2 separate regions of the Larimichthys crocea genome follow, and region 2 is linked to region 1. Evidence: chromatin contacts called from public Hi-C data. All regions are on one chromosome and are shown on one strand. The core of a region is the stretch at or near the end of the contact, and the rest is flanking DNA. Distances in the headings are between cores, read along the strand shown. Region 1 holds the start of LOC104925183 (solute carrier family 46 member 3). Region 2 holds the start of arfip2b (ADP-ribosylation factor interacting protein 2b).

Region 1 (3,603 bases), core at 1,043-3,542:
CTGAGTTCAGAACCTTTCGCACCTCAGCGATCCGGTCCTCGTCTCCTGGATCATTCTTTAGTGATATGAAATCTGTCTGTGTGACTCTGAAAACCTCAGAATCCTGCACCTTCCCCACAGAGCTGCATCCTGTCACGACCACCAAACTGTGGAGCATGGAGTCACCTGCACAGGTAAGGGTGGAGCAGGATGAAAAAGAAAAAAGACATGAGTATGAAAACATGACATATGGTGGATTATAGAGAAAAAAACAGAGCGTGCTAAAAGATATGACTCATTGCATTTAGAAAAGATACGATAAAACATTATGCATTAAGAGACTGGACAGGAAATGGTTAATTCAACTTTGGTGTCAGTGCTTCAGACGAAATCACCAGATAGTCAAATCTCAGCCGTCTATAAGACTCAGCTTTAATCTTTTACACGGCTTTTTCCCTGTTGTGATAACAAGAGCCTTCAAGGTCATGTAGAGGACAGGAGAAAGCAGCTTACAAGGAACAGCGACCGGACTACAAACCACATGGCCTTCACAGACACACAAGAACCTGGGGTCACAATAAGGACCGGACTGGACCCAGGAAATTTCTGTAACGAGGAGCAAATGAATAGAAAGGATGTTCGTGTAGCTTACCAAGATTTAGGCGGAGAACGCCGAGGATCCCGTAAGCATCGACGATCTTGGTGTACGTGCTTTTAATGGCCTCCTTCTCTGCCGCCGCTGGAGACGAACAAAAAGCAACACAATGTGAGGAAAATATCTCGTTAAGTTACATCACCTGATCATCAATATGTCTCTCCTTGTAGCTGTGTTCCTCTTACACCATCTTTATTTGGGGAAATACTATTTAAATCTCTAATTGGAGTGTAATTAAACAAGATGTCTTACACAGGACGGCGACAGCCCCCGACTCAAACATGAGGCATTCTTCCCTGGTCCTAGTCTCCACTATGACACTGTAGGGGGGTGGGTCCAGCTTATGGTAGATGCGATATCCCTTACTGAAGGCCATTGTTGATCCGAGATGAAAAAACCTGTTATGACCTGGAAAAGCAGAGAGAGCGGATGACAGCGTGTCAGAGAGAGACAGTCAGACATTTGTAATGTGAGGGCTATTAGAGGATATGATGCTTGTAGAGTATGACATGAACATGCTTACATATTAGGATGTTTATATCAAAAATGGATTTATTACATTTAATACAGCAAACGCTGTGACTGAAGGAAGCATTAAGACGTTATAAAAAATGAAACATAGATGATTACACGGCACTCTCACTGCAGGTAACACAGTGTTTGTGTCTCAGTGCCCGTCACTCATTAAGTGAACCTGTCGTATAATTAGATAGCAACATTACGTGTGAGTCAGATTGAGCAGAAAGCTTAGCATTGCGGAAGCTGGCACAGATAAGGCCCACAACATTATGACAAAGTGATTATTATCGCTTATTGCTGTGTGGATATCGCAGGTAGCTTGTGAGACTGGGAGCAAAGCGGGAGCCCTGTGAGGAATAACGTTAGGCCGGGAGACTGAAATATCATCCACCCTGACACGGACAGTCACGACTTTATGGTGCAAGTGCAGCAGGCGAAGCTAACGCTGTCGTTTATCCGGCAGGCAGTCAGCCGGTTTAGTGCCATGACAAAAGTGACGGAGGGAAAAGGAGAGAGCTGAAAAAGACGGAGCGAAAACAGCCCGCCGTCTTTCACCTCTCTGACGCTAGCTGGGAGCGTTAGCCAGGTTAGCCGCATTAATCACAGGGATAGCTATGATTCGCTAGCTGTCGATATTTTCCATGGCAGTACTCCTGCACGTCATAAACATGACATTTATTAAAACAGAAACATGAGCAACATGTAGAACGTATTAACTCGTTCAAACATCAAACACATCGGCTTCATCTTTCAATTGTAGGTTAGGTTTAAATTGCACAGAGGAAGGACTACATATTCCGCCTTACCGTCACCCCCGCCGGGTTGTTACTCCGCTGTCACAACACAATCCCTCCCGGTGTGTTTGCGGAATGGTACATTCCAACGCCTACCTCACGTTACCGTAATGCTTGGAAAACACGGAAGTAGAGTTCATATAAATAAAATATTTCGCAAGCTAAATCCAATTCACCTGACTTGTAGGTACTTGTTTTATGCCGTATATGCTTCAAATGCGCGTTAATGGACAATAAAGAGCCTATGACAGAAAATAACAAAGTGTTGTCGTCCGCTTTCACTGGTGACTGACAGTTCCTTCGTCGAATAAACACAGCCCTGAAAGACAGCCGTCCAATGGCGTACGGCGAGGGGCGGGATCGCGGCGTTTCGTATTTATATACACTTCTGTATAAAACAAGAGCAACTGCACACTTCAACAAACAGATTTTTTCTTTCCCCGGGATCACGTTATTGACTAAATCATGAGTCGAGAGATCATCTAAACGGTATGTGTTCTACTGCATGTTCTTGTCAACAATATAATAACAAAAAAGAAGCTAAGGTGTCGTTGTCGTCCTCGTTTCGTGTTATCTAACCCAGACCGGCTCATCCTGCAGCATATGTTGGACACAGAAACAAACAAACCGGGCTATAGACTTAGTAGCTGATATTTCACTTTATGTGTCACACTGCTGGATCGATATTTTGATGCAACTTTTGCAACCTTGGACTGTCTGTGATCCTCAAAAGGCACAAACAACCAAATAAATATTGTCTTGTACGTCAGATGTTTCTGATTTGAATCAGTATTGTGCCATGTAAAGAGTGTAATGTGTGTCACATGTTTGTTCTGCACACTGTGTTATTTGTGTGTGCAGTGTTGAAGGTTAAAACATGTAAAAACAGAATCATCTTTATGGTCTGTCCAGTTGTTCAAATTTTCATCAATCATCTGTCTTTTTTTTTATTTGAGTTCATTTACATGTCTTAATGTCTTCATATCTGTTTTTCAGGATTTTTTTTTTTTAATCGCAGACCCTCAGAATGAAGGGTCTTTACCTTGTGGAGCCTGTAGTTGCTCTGTACGCTTTCTCCAGTTTTCTCATCTATCCCCTGGTGCAGCAGTATGTGTACCGGAGGTTCTGGCAGCAGCTGACAAACACCACCTATCCTATCTCTGACAACACATCCAGGTGTACAATAAACAACAGCAGCAACCACTCCAGCTACCATGAGGTTAGTCATTCATCACTGGACGTAGAGGAGGATGCATTTAAGTAAATTAAGGCAATTGCAAATATTTGAAACAGGTTGCATTTGATTTCCCCTTCTACTTAAAACACACTAAGAACACATGCAACCATGTTCATTTTTCCCACATCCAGCAACAAGAAATGACATTAACACTGTGAATATTATTTGAAAACTATATTTACACAGACTTTAGAAAGAGGGGGTAAATGTCTCTGCCCTTCTTTGACTTATGCATGTGACGCTGACTCAATCATTATTATGTTGTCGTATCTGTGTGCTGATACTGACAGAAAAACATCCAGGCTTCCTAAACTAATATAAAATAACGCTCTGTAAAGCTGTGTCCCAGCAACTCTCCGTGTCTCTGTAGAAGTTCTGACTGCCATGACTCAGCATAAATGCTCCTATAACTGCAGACC
Region 2 (3,263 bases), core at 588-3,087, 150 kb after region 1:
TTGTCAGTACCTTGAAACAGTCCCACACCATGAGGTTTCCACCTCTAAACTTCACTGGTGGTGTGTTATTTTTAGGGCGATGTGCAGTGCCATTTGTGCTCCAAACACAGTGTGTATTATGGCATCCAAAGAGTTCAGTTTTGCTCTCATCTGACCAGACTATATTCTTGTCCAAATGTGGTGCACCAAACTTTAAACAAGCTTCAACATGTGTTTTCTTCATCAATGGAGTCTTGAGTGGTGAGCGTGCATACAGGCCATGGAGGTTTAGTGCATTATTATTTGTACCTGCTAATTCTAGATCTTTATGGCGAAACAGTGTTCACTGGTGGGGCCATAATCCGGATGTTTAGAAATTCTTCTGCAACCAACGCCATCAGTGTGTTTTGCAATAATAAGGTTGTGAAGTTCTTCCTTATGTGACACCTTAGTAATAAGATGCCTTTTTATAAGCCAACAGTTGGACTGAACACGTTGATTTTAACTGACTGGGACAGAATAGCTTTCTACTTACTGATAGACATTCAGCTGATGTCTTGGCTTTCCATAGCTTTTTGTACCCCCCTTTTTTATGTGTTTAATTCTTTCTCTGTCATTTCTTATTTCTTACACACAACCTAATTTCTGAACTTATTTGATTTGCTTTCTTTGTATGTATGGATTACTTGGGGTGTTACCAATATTTGGTCAAAATTTCATGTCACTGGCTAACTCTTCATTCTGTATAAGTGACCTGCCCTTTTTTCCCCTTTTTTTCCCTCTTTCATTGTTTTGTTTGCTTGTTTTTATTATTGTTGTTTGTTTATTTATTTATACACAAGTGTCTTGTACATTATTTGTCTATATTTGAGTTTTGTTATAATAATAATGACAAACTTGATACTTGCTTTCTTATAGCTGTCAGTTATGTGTTCGAAAATTCAATAAAAAAAAGTTGTGAAAAAAGAAAAAAAAAAAGAAAATTTCATGTCAATAGCACCTATGTTTACTGAGAGAAATGGTGACGTGTTCAACACTTGTGAATATGTAGTTGCAGCCACAGGGGGCAGCGTTTCTTGGAATAAAGCAGTTTGCACGTAACCTTTGGATTCATACTGAAAATACGTCCTTTGGCCATTCCTGAGGCACAGTTAAAGAACACGTGGAACTCACTAACACTCACCTGAGTTAATGTTCAGTCAGTCCTGCACACACCAGCTGCTGGATGGATGCTCTCAAAGATGGGCTGAAAAGAAGAAAATATGAAGAACTCTCACTCTGTTACAAATTCCGGGTACAAATCAAATCACCATTATACACAGAGCACTCTGTGAAACCTCTAAAGGAGGAATGCTCACAGAAAGCTGGAAAGTTGCACTCTCTAAAATTAGGTTAATTGAAGGTGAGATTGTTTATTTGCTCAGTTAAGTAGGTATACTATAAATATATGTGGTATAAATATATTTTATATATAGTTTATAAATATATTTTTTAAGTATTAACAAATGACTGGTCACAGGGTAGTACAGAGGTCCTAAGCGGTCATGCATTTATACATTTTCTTTCTTCCATTGTCCTTTTTTATGATAATATGTAAATGATCACTATATCAAATGAACAAATGTTGTTATAACGGGATAATGTTCTCGACATCTCAAGGTAATGAAACTTTGAAACTTATCTCAGGAGAACAAAGCTTTCTTACTTTGAGATCTCAAGAAAATTATCCCGAAATAACATGTATTACTTTAAGATAATAACATAATAATATACATATATATGACCGCTTAGGCCTTCCGTAGCGTAGCACCATGGCAGTTTTTCAAACAGGTGATCCATCCTCCTGTTCATAGACGATCTTCGGAGCGGAGCGGGTCTGCAAAATGAGCTCCGCTGTGTCGTCAGTTCCGTGAAGCGTTCCTCCAGGCTTCATTAAAAAAGGAGATAGAGGGTTATTTACGTAGATTTAGATGACAAACGCAGTCAGAACAAGACTGTATCTGTCTGTGTTATTAAAGCATTCTTACATAAGAGCACTGCTTTGTTTCCCGCCGGCGTTTTTTCCCTCGGACTGACAAAAGACGCATCAGTCCGCCGTGAGCCGCGCGTGAACGGGGATGCTCTGCCGTTAGCCTCTCATTAGCTCGCTCGCTAGCTTCCCGAACAGCTCCGGTTTTTTTTTTTTTTTTTGACGACGGGACCAAGCACACCGTAAGTCCAACATATATATTATATAACAAAAATATTTCACGTTGTCCGGGTGTGTTTGTTTTACGTTTGTAGCAGTGGTAAGCAGCCGGCTTCACACGGTGCGCTCGCCGGGTTGTTTACCACCTTAACCAGCCTCCTGTTAACAGCTGCATGTGTGAACCAGAAGCAGGCCTTTATTCATTTCCAGCCTGAACCACGGTTTAAATATTATTTACATTTATTTTATGGCGTGAATAAAGCCGCCGCTCTGTCACCGGGGAGGGGGCCTGCATCAGCGTTACCTGCCGGAGACACCTGTTCCGGCTCCCACGGAAACTGAACTGTTAATAATGGCAGATAATAAAGTGTACTGTCTCTGTTGTACAGCACATTTTGGAAGCTGCCTGTTCCTAATAATAGAATAGGCGGCTCCTCCAGTCTTACATTGACTCAGCCTGGTCCAAGTCCCTCAAAGCACAGTGAGCTGCTACATGCATACATATATGCAAAACAGCTTTCTCTCTCATAAACAGCTTATGACTGTCTCATATTGTGAAGTGTACAGTCTCTGTTATTGCCAGCACAGCAGTGCAGCTGAAGGGTTTACTATGAGTTCATATACAGAAGATGTTCAGCCAGTTTTCTTTGATTCCAAGCTCTGGCAGGCAGGCGCAGTAAGCCGTGTCAGAGGATGCTGTGTGAAGCACGAGGAGCTCTCGTGCCAGCGAGAGATGTGTCATTCCTCAGGGAAATGGACAGGGCAGGGCCAAGTTTGCATTTATAATGGCAAAGCCCACTTAGGCGAGGTCAAAGCAAATGTAAACATCCACCGTTCAAACAACGCCTGTGATATTTGTGCTCGTAAGTGATCGGCCTTAAACCTGCCACATACTGGAGGTATGTTGAAGCCAGTCAGACCTCACAAGGACACAAAGCTTTTGTTTGTTTTATATTATAAAATGAGTTGACAATCATAATCTCCATCCATGTTCTGGAACCGCTTATCCTCATCAGACACTGGGCTGGCCCAGCTGAGAGTCAGAGGACACCAGTTCATCACATCCTATTGGCAATTTAGAGTCACCAATTAACCC

Evidence for each region. Hi-C and Micro-C count contacts between places; a contact is called where the count stands out from the background.
Region 2: a Hi-C map of muscle shows a contact between it and region 1, with 2.1 times the contacts expected there. The contact joins the promoter of arfip2b here to the promoter of LOC104925183 in region 1. A contact is called at or near these places in 2 of 7 Hi-C or Micro-C datasets (both in muscle).

The regions. Positions count from the first base shown.
Region 1 is chrXXII:7,223,334-7,226,936 of L_crocea_2.0, forward strand. LOC104925183 (solute carrier family 46 member 3) reads left to right here and starts at 2,293. Exons shown (of 6, transcript XM_010738746.3): 1 at 2,293-2,436; 2 at 2,944-3,166. The coding sequence starts at 2,975. It overlaps synj1 (synaptojanin 1), which reads right to left and starts at 2,080. Exons shown (of 30, transcript XM_027273824.1): 1 at 1,960-2,080; 2 at 887-1,042; 3 at 632-718; 4 at 1-165. The coding sequence starts at 1,010.
Region 2 is chrXXII:7,374,996-7,378,258 of L_crocea_2.0, forward strand. It overlaps arfip2b (ADP-ribosylation factor interacting protein 2b), which reads left to right and starts at 1,838. Exons shown (of 9, transcript XM_027273463.1): 1 at 1,838-2,190. It overlaps LOC113744402 (a long non-coding RNA gene), which reads right to left and starts at 1,209. Exons shown (of 4, transcript XR_003461493.1): 1 at 1,163-1,209.